Regions from separate parts of the Zea mays genome. Here region 1 is linked to region 2. The links are chromatin contacts, called in public Hi-C maps. All regions are on one chromosome and are shown on one strand. The core of a region is the stretch at or near the end of the contact, and the rest is flanking DNA. Distances in the headings are between cores, read along the strand shown.

Evidence for each region. A called contact is a pair of places that touch in the nucleus more often than the background predicts.
Region 1: a Hi-C map of ear shows a contact between it and region 2, with 4 times the contacts expected there. The contact joins the promoter of LOC103629867 here to the promoter of LOC100125649 in region 2. A contact is called at or near these places in 4 of 25 Hi-C or Micro-C datasets (ear, endosperm, tassel and 1 more).

Annotation. Positions count from the first base shown.
Region 1 is chr6:118,964,801-118,970,852 of Zm-B73-REFERENCE-NAM-5.0, reverse strand. LOC103629867 (RING-H2 finger protein ATL3) reads right to left here and starts at 4,078. Exons shown (of 1, transcript XM_023300369.2): 1 at 2,683-4,078. The coding sequence starts at 3,943. The coding sequence ends at 2,948. LOC100193789 reads left to right here. Exons shown (of 9, transcript NM_001138874.1): 8 at 119-210; 9 at 521-962. The coding sequence ends at 803.
Region 2 is chr6:118,831,382-118,837,300 of Zm-B73-REFERENCE-NAM-5.0, reverse strand. It overlaps LOC100125649 (monoterpene synthase), which reads left to right and starts at 3,789. Exons shown (of 7, transcript NM_001112580.2): 1 at 3,789-4,128; 2 at 4,231-4,486; 3 at 4,680-5,052. The coding sequence starts at 3,808.

The DNA.
Region 1 (6,052 bases), core at 2,829-5,328, 130 kb before region 2:
CATTGTTGCTCCAGGCTTAGTTGCTCAACATTGCAGCAAGCAATTCTTGGCATTTCCCTTGCCAGAACTTCATTGTTTTAAGGTGTTTTCTCAATGTTGATAATTCTCATACTTGCAGATGGACGATGCACTGACAACTGGAAGCATCAAGACATCAGATGCAGAAAAGAGGCGTTTAGCAAAAGCTTCCCTTGTCTACAATTGTGAGAGGTAGATGCATTTCTCTGCAGGCTATTTCATTCTGACCATTTTCTTTTTGTAGAACTGTTAGAAACTACCCACAGGAACATAATGGTCATTAGCTTCTGAACAAGCAGTGTAGTGTTTATACCTTTACATGAAAGAAACAACTGAATTTTTGGTCGGTGTGCTTCGTTTTTTAATTGCAAACATTGATTGGAGTTCCTATGTAAAGTTGTTAAGTTACTATCACTTCATTTGCTTGAAGTCATGTTCTAAATACCACTTGTTCATTGTGGCAAGTCTGTGTGGCTCAATAGTTCAAGTGTTTGTCTTGCAGCAAAAACTGTCCGCACTTCAGGAAACTTTTCCCAGAGTATGTTGAGAAGTACAATCAACAGCTACAATTGGAGAACACTGCTGCAGAGCCGGTGCCTCAGGAGAATCCTGCACCTGCTCCATCCCCTGCTGTCCAGCAAGCCCCGACCGTGGCCAATAGGGCACAACCACTGGCGGAGGCGCGCCGTGACAAGAACCAGAAGAAGGCGGTGCCCTTCTGGATGGTGCTGGTCATGTTTTCAGTTTTCGGGGCCGTGATGGCGTTGCCCCTAATGCAACTTTGACAATAATAAAGACAATAAGAACGTGTGATGCCAGGGCCGTAATTTTGTATAGTTTTCCATTGGTTTGTCTGAGTGACTCAGTTGGTCCCCTAGACTACCTACCACCTCGGAGTCGTATTGATGAACCTGTGATGGTATATCTGAAGAACTTTTGTTCTCAGTTCTCACTCTTGAGTAGCAGCGCCAGAAGGTCCTTCGTTTTTGCTTTCTGTTTCCGAAATCGTTTTTTTGGGTTGCCTCCCAGTCCGTCTTTGCGATGTGTGCTGACTTCAAGGTTGAGTTCACATTTTCACATCCTCTTTCCAAGTGCGTTTGTTCATTTGAATTTACGGCATGGTGATGCCTTCGCAATCTCTGCCGACTTCTGTGTTGAAATTCAAGCACTAGGAATAGAGCAGTCTTTGCCATATCAATTTTATTTTGAAATAAGGCAAAAGGAATCAGTTATCCGTCGGATAATGTAGCTAACTTTATAATCTCTCCCTGGATTAAGAGTGGGTAGCAAAAGATATAACATGGCCTTCACTAAACTAGTCCGCGTGCGATTTGCGTGTATGAGTATGGCAATTGCGTTTTCATCGCTTGTACTCCGTGCTATTTGGATGGACATGCGGAATCTATCATTAGTTACGCCACCCCCGGATGCCTCAACCTTTCGCCTGGGAAACACGTGTTCGCTGACCAGCTTTTACCACGGCCGACGCACGCACGGACACTGTAACCTCGCCCGTCCCGCCGCCTCCGTTAGAACGTGTCGTTAAACGCGTCGGGTCGGGAGAGTGACGCTTGACCTAAACACCCCTGTCCGACTGACTTGCGCGCAAGGCAACCAGGCAAGGGTGACTGACGCCGTCCTCTCTGATCGTGAGACCCATTGGCCGCCACGACGACTTCCACCGCGGCGCGCATTCGCGCTGCCTGCGTCTCACACGTGGTTGACTGCCGGCTGCTGCTGATGAGGGGGGTCAATCCGCACCGCAGGCCCCGCGAGGCGCCGTCTCCGCCTCGGCGCGGACGCGGTGCCGTGTTCGATCGGCAGTTGACACGACGGCGGTGTAATTAACGGGGAATGGGTGGCTGCCTGGTGCTTGAAGCAATTGGAGCTCTCTGAAACTGTGACGGGAATGTCTCTACGCCTGAAACGCGTGGACCTTGTCCCCCCCTGCACTGCACACTTGCTACTCCGGGCAGTCTACGGTTAAGCTTAATATAAGTTTCCACCTTGTCGGAATGGGATTTTGAGAGGAAATTAGGATAGATGAGATTGGGAGAAAAAAGATAGGACGGGTTTGAAATCGCTAGAGATTAAAATTCCACTCAATTTTCTCTGATCTATATGGATTTACATTAAAATCAACATGTCCTTTAATTACAGAAGTTTTATGGTTGAAACTTAATGTAGATAAAACATAGATATTCAATTTTATGAGAACTCATGAATGTACTAAGATAATTTTATCCTTGTAATACTCACTTTAACCCAAAGACTGGCCTCAGCCACGTTACCATTCGTCCTTCTACAGTTGTACCTTTCCCGTAGACAATCAGCTCCTGCCGTACAGTTAGATCATTTCTAGCAGGAGTATCGTGATCTCGGACTATTCGCTTTCGATTTAAGCGAGCTATTCTACTGATGCAGCTCTAATTTTTAGAGACAAAACTATATAGAATTAATAGTTTGTAGCTGTAATTTATAGAGACAAAACTCCTGGGTACGGGTTAGCCAAATGAAAAAGGCTGCTGAAGGACGTAGTTAGTGAGTGACAGCAACGAGTGACCTATTTTACACGCTCCTTGTAATGTACTGCTCGACGAAATTTCTGAAAGAAGACGAACGTCTTCAAGTGGAACACATGCACCTCGTTGAATGGAAACGTCCTGACCAGGAAGCCAACAAAGTCAAAATTTCAAGAAAAGTTTCTTGGTAAACATATGAACAAATCCACCATTTTTTCCCCCAACAACAACCAACCAGCATCGGTCTTTTCCTCTGTTTACACAGGAACCTTTTGACCGAAAGTTCCTTTTTCGAATCAAGATGTAAAGAAAGAAAGAAAAGCGGGGAACAAAAATGAACGCTTACGCGCGCTCCGGTGATCGGCGAGTCGAGCCAAATGCGACCCGGAGCTCGGGGGGGATCTGAATCAGTCCGACGCCGGAGGCGTCTTGGGCGGGCGGGCGGCCTCGGCTCCTGCGAGCCCCTGCTCGACGTCACCGGCGCCGCGCGGGCTGTAGGAGGTGCCGACCACGGCCTGCTTGCCTCTGCTCAGCAGCCGGCGCAGCGACCGCAGCCTGGCGGAGACCGGGGACCGCGTCTCGTCGGCGCTCCCAGGCACCCGGCTCGCCGGCAGCGGGGAGTTGAAGGGCGGCGTGGTGGTCAGGGCCACGGGCCGCGTCGGGATGTCGATGACCAGGTTCTCCTTCCTGCGCCCGGAGGCCGAGGAGCTCGCGGAGACGGCGCTGGCGACGGGCGGCGGCGGGGGCGGGGGCGTGGCGAGGCCGGCGTTGGCGACCTCGTCGTGGGTGCCCCAGAACAGGACGTTGGTGGGGAACTCGAGCGACGCGCCGAAGGGCTCCTCCCGCGGCAGCGCGTCGAGGTCGCCGCCGACGGGGGCGCGGCAGAGCGGGCAGGTGTCGTGGGAGTGGAACCACATGTCGATGCACTCCACGTGGAACGCGTGCCCGCACTTGGGCAGCGTCCGCACCTTCTCGCCGTCGGCCACCTCGGACAGGCACACGGCGCACTCCAGCGCCTCCTTGCTGCTCTTGGTGCCCGGGCCGCCGCCGCCGTAGACCGCGACGGGGAGGGAGCGCAGGGCGGAGGCGGGCAGGCCGCGCTGCGGGAGCGGGGACGCGGCCACGAAGAGGAACCGCGAGGACGGCGACGCCACGAGCGGGTTCCCGGCGCCCAGGTACCGCTTGGCGTAGAGGTAGAGGAGGAAGACGAACACGACGACCATGAAGAGGAAGATGACCGCCGCGAGGAGCACCCCGTTGCTGATGACCACCTGCTGATGTCCCGAGCTGCCCGAGGCCTGGAACGCCGCCGCGTCGCTGCCGCTCGGCCACGCCGGCGGCGCGCCCGCGGTGGGCGCCGCCGCCGCCGCCGACGAAGAGACCGAGGACGTCCTTGGAATCATGGCTGCCTGTCAAGGAACGAGCTTCTCGTGACGCTTTGCTTTTTTGCCGGCTGACGCCGCCGCCCTCCCGCTGATGGGAGAAGGGGACGACGGGACACGAGAAGGGAGGAGCGACGAGCTGGAAGGAACGGACACTCTCCCGTATTTGAAGGTGCGCGTGGTGTGGCCTAGGCGGCTGGGCGTCGTGGCAGCTGTGGGATCCTCTGCGGCGTAGCATGCTGCTAGTGGGCCATGGTATGTCCTTGCCCTACCACCTGCCTCCCTGGCGCAGAGGATCCGGGGACGCGTGGCGGACTTTGTCAATTAGTGGTTGGGGTCTTTTGAGGCCCCGTTTGGTTACCCTCTCCTAAAGTTTAGTGACTAAATTTTAGTTACTTTTAGTCACTAAACTAGCAAACAGGGTGACTAAATGTCTTCTCCTAAACTTTAGTCCTTTAGTCACTAAGAGGTAGCTAAAAGTGACTAAATTTGGACTTTTACTGTTTGCCCCTCCTGTATTTCCCTTTGCTGGCGCCTGCTCCCCCTGGCTACTCCCCTCGCCTCGCATCCTCCGCCGATCCCCTCCAGTGGATCCGCGAGCGCCTCGCCAGCGCCTCGCCGTCCCCTCCACTCGTCGTCCCCTCCAGTGGATCCGCCATCCCTCCACTCGCGAGCCACTCGCCAGCGCCTCACTCGCCGTCCCTCCACTCGCCGCCCCCTCCAGTGGATCCGGCATCCCCTCCACTCGCGAGCCACTCGCAGCGCCTCCACTCGCCAGCGCCTCCACTCGTCGTCCCCTCCACTCGCCAGCGCCTCCCTCGCCATCCCCTTGCCAGCTGCCGAGGTTGAAGGTCCACCCGAGATTCTCCACTCGTCGTCAAACAGGAGACACAGCAGGTTCATCTTCCCCCGCTGCCGAGGTCGATCCACTGTCGCCCCATATTCTATCGTCGATTCAAGGTTCGCCCGAGATCCTCGCTATTGCTTCCTCCCCGTAGTAGTCTCCTACTCTCCAGCGACCACAACCATGGCAAACCAAGGGCAAGGGTATCGAGATTATTTCTCTCAAGCTGCATCTTCTTCGGCTGATCGCTCCTTCTCGCCTCCCCCCACAGCCCCCAACACCGATGAGCTTGGCCTCTTTTCCCAGTCGGTGGTGGGCACCAGACCCTTGGCTCCTTTGGTGACCATGGAAAACCTAGACCTCAACTCTCATATTGACAGCTTCTCGTTCCTTAGCACCTACTCGGGGTACATGCAGCCAGAAGGAGGTACCAGCGAGCAAGGGGTTCCTCCTGTGGCCCCTGGTGGTACATCTCGCCACAGCGCATTCCATCCTCCTCGCCCTAACGAAAGTAGAAGCAAAAATAGCCATGGTCCTAACTCATTGAACAATGGAGCGGGATACAGCCGACAGTCATTACAATCCGGTCCCCAGGTTCCTGCTCCAGGGATTGGAGGCAGACGACACTCACCAGGATCTGGTCCCCAGGTTCCTGCTCCGGGGATGGGAGGTAGCCGACAGTCACTGGGATCTGGTCCCCAGGTTCCTGCTCTAGGAATTGGAGGCAGCCGACACTCACTGAGGTCCGGTCCCCAGGTTCCTGCTCCGAGGATGGAAGTAGGAGGTCGTGGGAGATCGAGGAACATCTCATTTCCTACAGAAGACATCGACACCCATGATGGAACAGAGGAAGATGATAACGCCTCCCAGTTGGTAATATCCAATTTCATGATCCAGTACAATATTTTGCAACTATTTCATAATATTTTCTTGTCCAATGAGAACATATTGTGATTGACAATGAGATTATATTGTGATTTTGAATTGGAGTTTCAGTCATGCTCTCGTGTTCTTTTAGGATTGTTTTTGTAGCTATTGGTCATAATTCAGTTTAGATTTCTTTTATGTTCGAAAACAATACCATATGTTTATATTTGAGTTGCTATTCAGATTTCAGTTTGTTCAGATTTGAGATTTTAGCTGCTCCAACAATCCTAGAGCAAATTGTGATTTCAGTTTGTTTAGATTTCAGTTTGTTTGCTGTTCAGATTTCAGTTTGTTTAGATTCAGTTTATTTTATGTAGCTATTGTGATTTCAGTTTGTTTAGATTTGAGTTTAGATTTCA
Region 2 (5,919 bases), core at 2,540-5,039:
TATAATTTGCTATGTAAATTTATATTCTTGTTTTTAGCATTGAGACTATTAATCTTCACAAAAAATAAACATTAAATTCATTCTATATCTTTTTAAATAATTCATATAAAATTCGGATGTCTATCCGAATACGGATTCAGATGTTTTTTTACCTTTTTTGTTATAGGGAGAAAATAATGTACATAAAAAATTATACAAAAATTTATTTAAATACTTCATAATATTCTTAATAACATTGCTGAGAATTAACTTTAAATTATATGTATATCTATGTTAAAATATTAGATTTATGATATAAGTCGGATGTTTTAGGAATCCCTAGTATCGTCCGACGTCCAGTCGTCGGCGCTGCCCTGTCCAGTATGACGTCCGCCTCAGCTTGCCTCACCACTCTGAATGAGGGGGTTGGTCTATCTTTGGGTTGGCAAACGAGTTTCTGCTAAAGTGAAGCAGAAGTTGGTGAGAATTCAGAAGAATAATAGAGTGACAAATGCATTGAATGGTACCAAAGCTGCACTTGGAAAAGTCATTGTACCAGGTAATGTGTCATCTAAGGTTCATGTTGAATTTTTTTTATGTTATTTGCTCCTAATGTTTCCCTGTTGCATTAGTACTTTTTATTGGTTACTCCTATTCAATTACTTGATGCTTATGGAATTTGACACTGCATATATTTCCAGTCAATTATTGATGCTTATAGAATTTGATGTCCATAAGATAACTGTTCTGATTAAGTTTGCAATTGCACATGGATTTGCCAAGTTAACAGAATGCATCAAATTTTATGCATTGACTACAGGGGAAAGAAGCGTGCGCGCGTTGCTTGCTCTGCCTAGAACAACAATGCACTCTCCCTCTACAGCCATGTCAAAATTGAAGATTACATAAACACATAGATTGCTTCATCAGCATCTCTTACCCACCAACAAACGATAAAGACTAGGTGAGTAAATACATGTTCGACACATACCTCCCCCCTCCCCAATTCACCAAAGCTATAAGCCCATACTGTCATACATTTACATTGTATTATTTGCCTTTGTATTTTTCCACAAGAAACAAACTTCCTCAAACATGGATGAAAGTGGCAGTGAGGAATATCTGCACCATCATTTGAATCACCCTCAAAAAGGTCTTGCAATAGTGACCAAGTCTTCTTAACACCACCTTTTACAAACTTCTACCCTTATTTTTTATATATATAGGATGAAACAACAGATGCAAAAACATGATGCATAACTACTCCCTCCAAAATATTATAAAATTCGATGCATGACCTACACATGTTATATAGCTCCAAAATTTTGTCAGGAAGTCTCAAACTTTTGTCTAAATATTTTAACAGTTACCGTTTTATATAATTTTAAACCTTTGTATCACTAAATTCAAATGTGTGCGCTGGCACGCGGCAGTCCACTAGTCTTGTCTCATGGAGATCCAGAAAGCAGGCCACTATACCAAGGTCAAGCAATGAGGCAGAGTACAAAGTTGTAGCCAATGTTACTGCAGAAATCATTCGGTTACAATCACTACTAAGGCCTAGTTTAGGTACTCTAGTATTAACCTCAATCCACTTGTATTGAGGTGGATTGGGGTGTAACTTCAACTAATTTATACCCCAATCCACCTCAACACATGTGGATTGAGGTCAATACTAGAGTACCCCAACAAAGCCTAAAGGAACTTGGAGTGTATCAACGTGTCTCACCCATTCTCTGGTGTGATAACCTCGGAGCCACCTATCTTGCTTCAAATCCATTGTTTCATTCGGTGCCAGGAGGCTCTAGGGTGTACATGTCCTTATAGAGTTGCTATCGAGTTGTCAAATCTATAGAGTAAATGAGGTTTGATAGTAAGTAACTAAATTTAGCAGATCTATTTAAAGAATTATTGGAAAGTTTTTTCTATTTACTTCTTAAATTTAAGATTTAGAGATTTGTTTATAGAACTATTAAGTTGCTCTTAGCATCTTAAAAAGTTAGAAGAACAATGCTGGAAGACAGCTAGCACAATGCTGGAAGACAGCTAGCGTGTGACGCGGACCCTAATACTGTTACCATCCTAAAGTTACGATCACAGTGAGCTACTAGAAAGTAACTAAATTTAGCAGCATACCAGTAGCTTTTTCAAGAATCCGCTGCCGGTACTTTCTACTTTGTAATGAAATCTGTCATTTTGCGATCTGAGGGATAGTTTGGGAACCTCATTTCTTTCAAAGGATTTCTATTTTTTCAAAAAAAATTAATTTATTTTTTCTTGGAAAAATAGGAATCCCTTATATCTTGTTTGGGAGCAAGGATACCGTAAGGGATTAGAGGTGCTAAAATTCTCTTGTTATTAAAATTTGAATGGAAAGGAGATTTTAATCCCTCCAATCTCCTTCTATATTATTGCTCCCAAACAAGCTCATAGGAAAAAGGAGTTTTCAAACTAACCTTAAGGTCCCGTTTCCGTTTGTCTCGTTGGAATTGAATTCCATTCTAATAATCATAATTTATACACAAAAGAATTAAGTTAATATATTTGTATATGCAATTGATTTGTATACTATCCTAAATTTTACGAGAGAGATAGTTATACACTACACTTATACTATATAGAAAAACAAGTAGAAGAGTGTGTTATAAGTTGTACATTAGAAAAGTAGTATGTAAATCTATAGAATCAATTTCTATCTCTCACGCTTATATATAAACTTTAGAAAGTTATGGAATATCACGTTCTAAAAAAATAGACTACTCTATTAGTTAGATTCCAATTCCTCAAAATATAGGTCCTAACGGGGCGTTTGGATCCCTTCATTTTAGAGAAATTGAAATTCACTTAATAAAATAACTTATTTAGTTTGGAATTTGACATTCCACCACTTTCCAAAGTTCAGATATATGGCTATCACAAATTCATAGGGTGAAGGATGAAAAATGATTTTATGCTATCTTAAAATAATCACATTGTGTTTCACGTTGTAAGTAAAATATGTTTTATTTGGCATCCCATTCTGCACTTAAATCACATCGCGTGTCACGCTTGAGTGACTGCTCGCAAGGACTTTTTGGGTGCAAGAACAGATAGATTCCCTCCGAGTCTCTGCTAGCCAATGAAACCGGACAACAGAGTTTACAGGACGTCGAGTGGACGGCAAGAGATGCCACATTGAACTGACAGAAAGAGAAATATAGAGAGAATAGAATGAGGCTGCTCGCTAGTAGCCAGCAAGCAAACTGTTTACGGACTCTAAAGTCTATACTTTGTGACATAAATAGATAGACTAAATATTAAATATATAGCTTAATTGTGTTATAAAAAGTTATTATATAATAAGATTTTTGTTTGTTTAAGATGACAATGATCACTTCTAGACCTGGTGCTGAATCAATGAAAGCCCAGCCGCAAGAGGCTCACGTGAAACATGACACTGATAATCCAGCCCGAGGAGACGAGGACATGTGACATGGCCCACGTACAGTAGGTAGTAATAGATAAGAGAATATATCTGGTGTATATGAAAGCTTAGTGCATATATTAAATCATCAACACTCATTTTTTATCTAACGTCTCTAGTTGTTCATTACAATTTATAAATAACATATTCTACCACTACATCTCATTATATTAGAGGGTGTCCTTAGTAAAATATATCAAACAACTAATGACGTTAGATATAAGATGAGTGCTGATGATTTAAAATGTACACTAAAATTACATGTGCACCAGATATGTTACAGTAGTAGCTCGGTCTACATAAATAGAGACATGAACTTAAGCCAAGAACGACCTCGCTGGAAAATGGCAGGCATCACCGGCGTCATGAACATGAAGCTAGCAGCACGGCCCAGCAGCGGACGCCACAGCCGTGGCTGCCGTCCTGCCGTTGTCCCCTCTGCCGGCAAGCAAATGCTGCTGGTTCGACGGCACCCTCCGGGCTCGGCGAGTTGGCCTACCAGGGCCACTGGGGGTGGTGGTGGCGGCGTCCCAGCTGGTGCCACCGCCGCAGATTCTAGCGGGCAGGCAAAAGAGGAGGAAGAAGAGGATCGTGCGAGCAGAAACACCTCGAGTTTTGAGCCATCCATCTGGGGAGATTTCTTCCTTACCTACTCCAGTCCTCTGGCTACGTCGTCCGCTCAAAAGGTTTGCAATAATCTGTAAACTAAGAGGCATTATCAGCTTGTTCATCTAAGCTAAACTCTCGTCTGTTTTAAGCTGAGCATTGTTCCGGAAACGTTTCAACAGGCACGGATGGTACATCGCGCAGAACAACTGAAGAAACAAGTGGCAAAACTGATAGCAGCTTCAGGTGCCTGTAGCCTGTACCATAGGATTCACCTCGTTGATGCCTTGGAGCGTCTGTGTCTGGACTATCTTTTCGAAGACGAGATCAATGACATGGTGACCCAAATTCATAACGTCGATGTCAGTGGCTGTGATCTTCAGACGGTGGCTATGTGGTTCTATCTTCTCCGAAATCATGGATACAGAGTCTCATCAGGTAACCAAAAGAGATTAATTAAACTCTTGAATTATCTGCTCGTCAAAGAGACTGCAGGGCATTAAACGGCAGATTAGTCTATAGTAAATTAAATCTACAAAGGATGATACAAAGAAGAAGAAATAAAAAAAACAGACTCTTCTTGTTCTAACTTCTAAGTACAAAAAATAACTCTTGAAATTATCTGCTCCAGATGTCGTCTTCGCCAAGTTCAGAGACGAACAGGGGGGTTTTGCAGCGAACAATCCAAGGGATCTACTGAACCTTTACAATGCTGCCTGTCTTAGGACACATGGAGAGACGATACTTGATGAGGCTGCTTCCTTCACGTCCAAATGTTTGAAATCATTAGCACCCTACACCTACATGGAAGCATCATTAGCCAGTGAAATAAAGCGCGCGCTTGAGATCCCCCTTCCTAGAAGCGTAAGGATTTATGGAGCCAAATCGCGTATAGCTGAGTATGGGAATCAGACTGAAGCTAATGAACTGGTACTGGAACTAGCGAAGCTCAACTATAATCTTGTGCAGCTCCAGCATCAAGAAGAGCTGAAAATCATAACAAGGTGAAGTGACTTACCGCATCCACTCCAAATTAATTATAGGTCACTTAGCAATATTGTTAGCCAAACTTCTCTAACTTTGACCAAGATTATAGAAAAAAGCACCGACATTTAGAACATCAAAGTAGTTTTATTAAATACTCCATAGAATTAATATATTTTTGACAGTGCATAGATGTTAGTATTTTTTTGGCTAAAAACACAATCAACATTGGTGAAGTTCTGTTGCTTACAACAGAACTAAAAACTCGACCGCCCCCACATCACTACAATTAAGAAAAAAAACCCATCTCACATAGGTCAAGAAAATCCTCTGAACTCCTGTTGTAATATTAGAGAAATAAGTGACATGCTTTCTACATATTTATATATATTAAATATTTTAATTCCGAATAAAGCAATCATATAACTCAGATAAATACCATATGAAATTATAGCAGGAATGAACAGTAGCAATTCTAAGACATGTAAACATGTAAAATAGCTACACAAGTCCATTTCATAATTAAACATGGCTTGCAGATGAAGAATGATCGTAAACATGTAAAATAGCTACACAGGTCCATTTCATAACTAAAAACTCGACCGCCCTCCATACATCGGTAACGTAGCCCATGTGAGAATGATCGTGACCGGGTCAGACGTTAGACCTGTGCTTTGGCGTGGGACCGACGAAGCACGACCCATACACAACGGTACCATAGCCTATGTGAGAACGATTGTGACCGGGGCCAGACCTTAGACCTGTACTTTGGCCTTGGACCGACGAAAGGATTTTTTAACGCAGCCTGAAATTCGATCCCACGGGGAGTCTAATCCAGAACCCGAGGAGTGCTACTCAGAACATCTAACTAACTAATCTAGAGATAC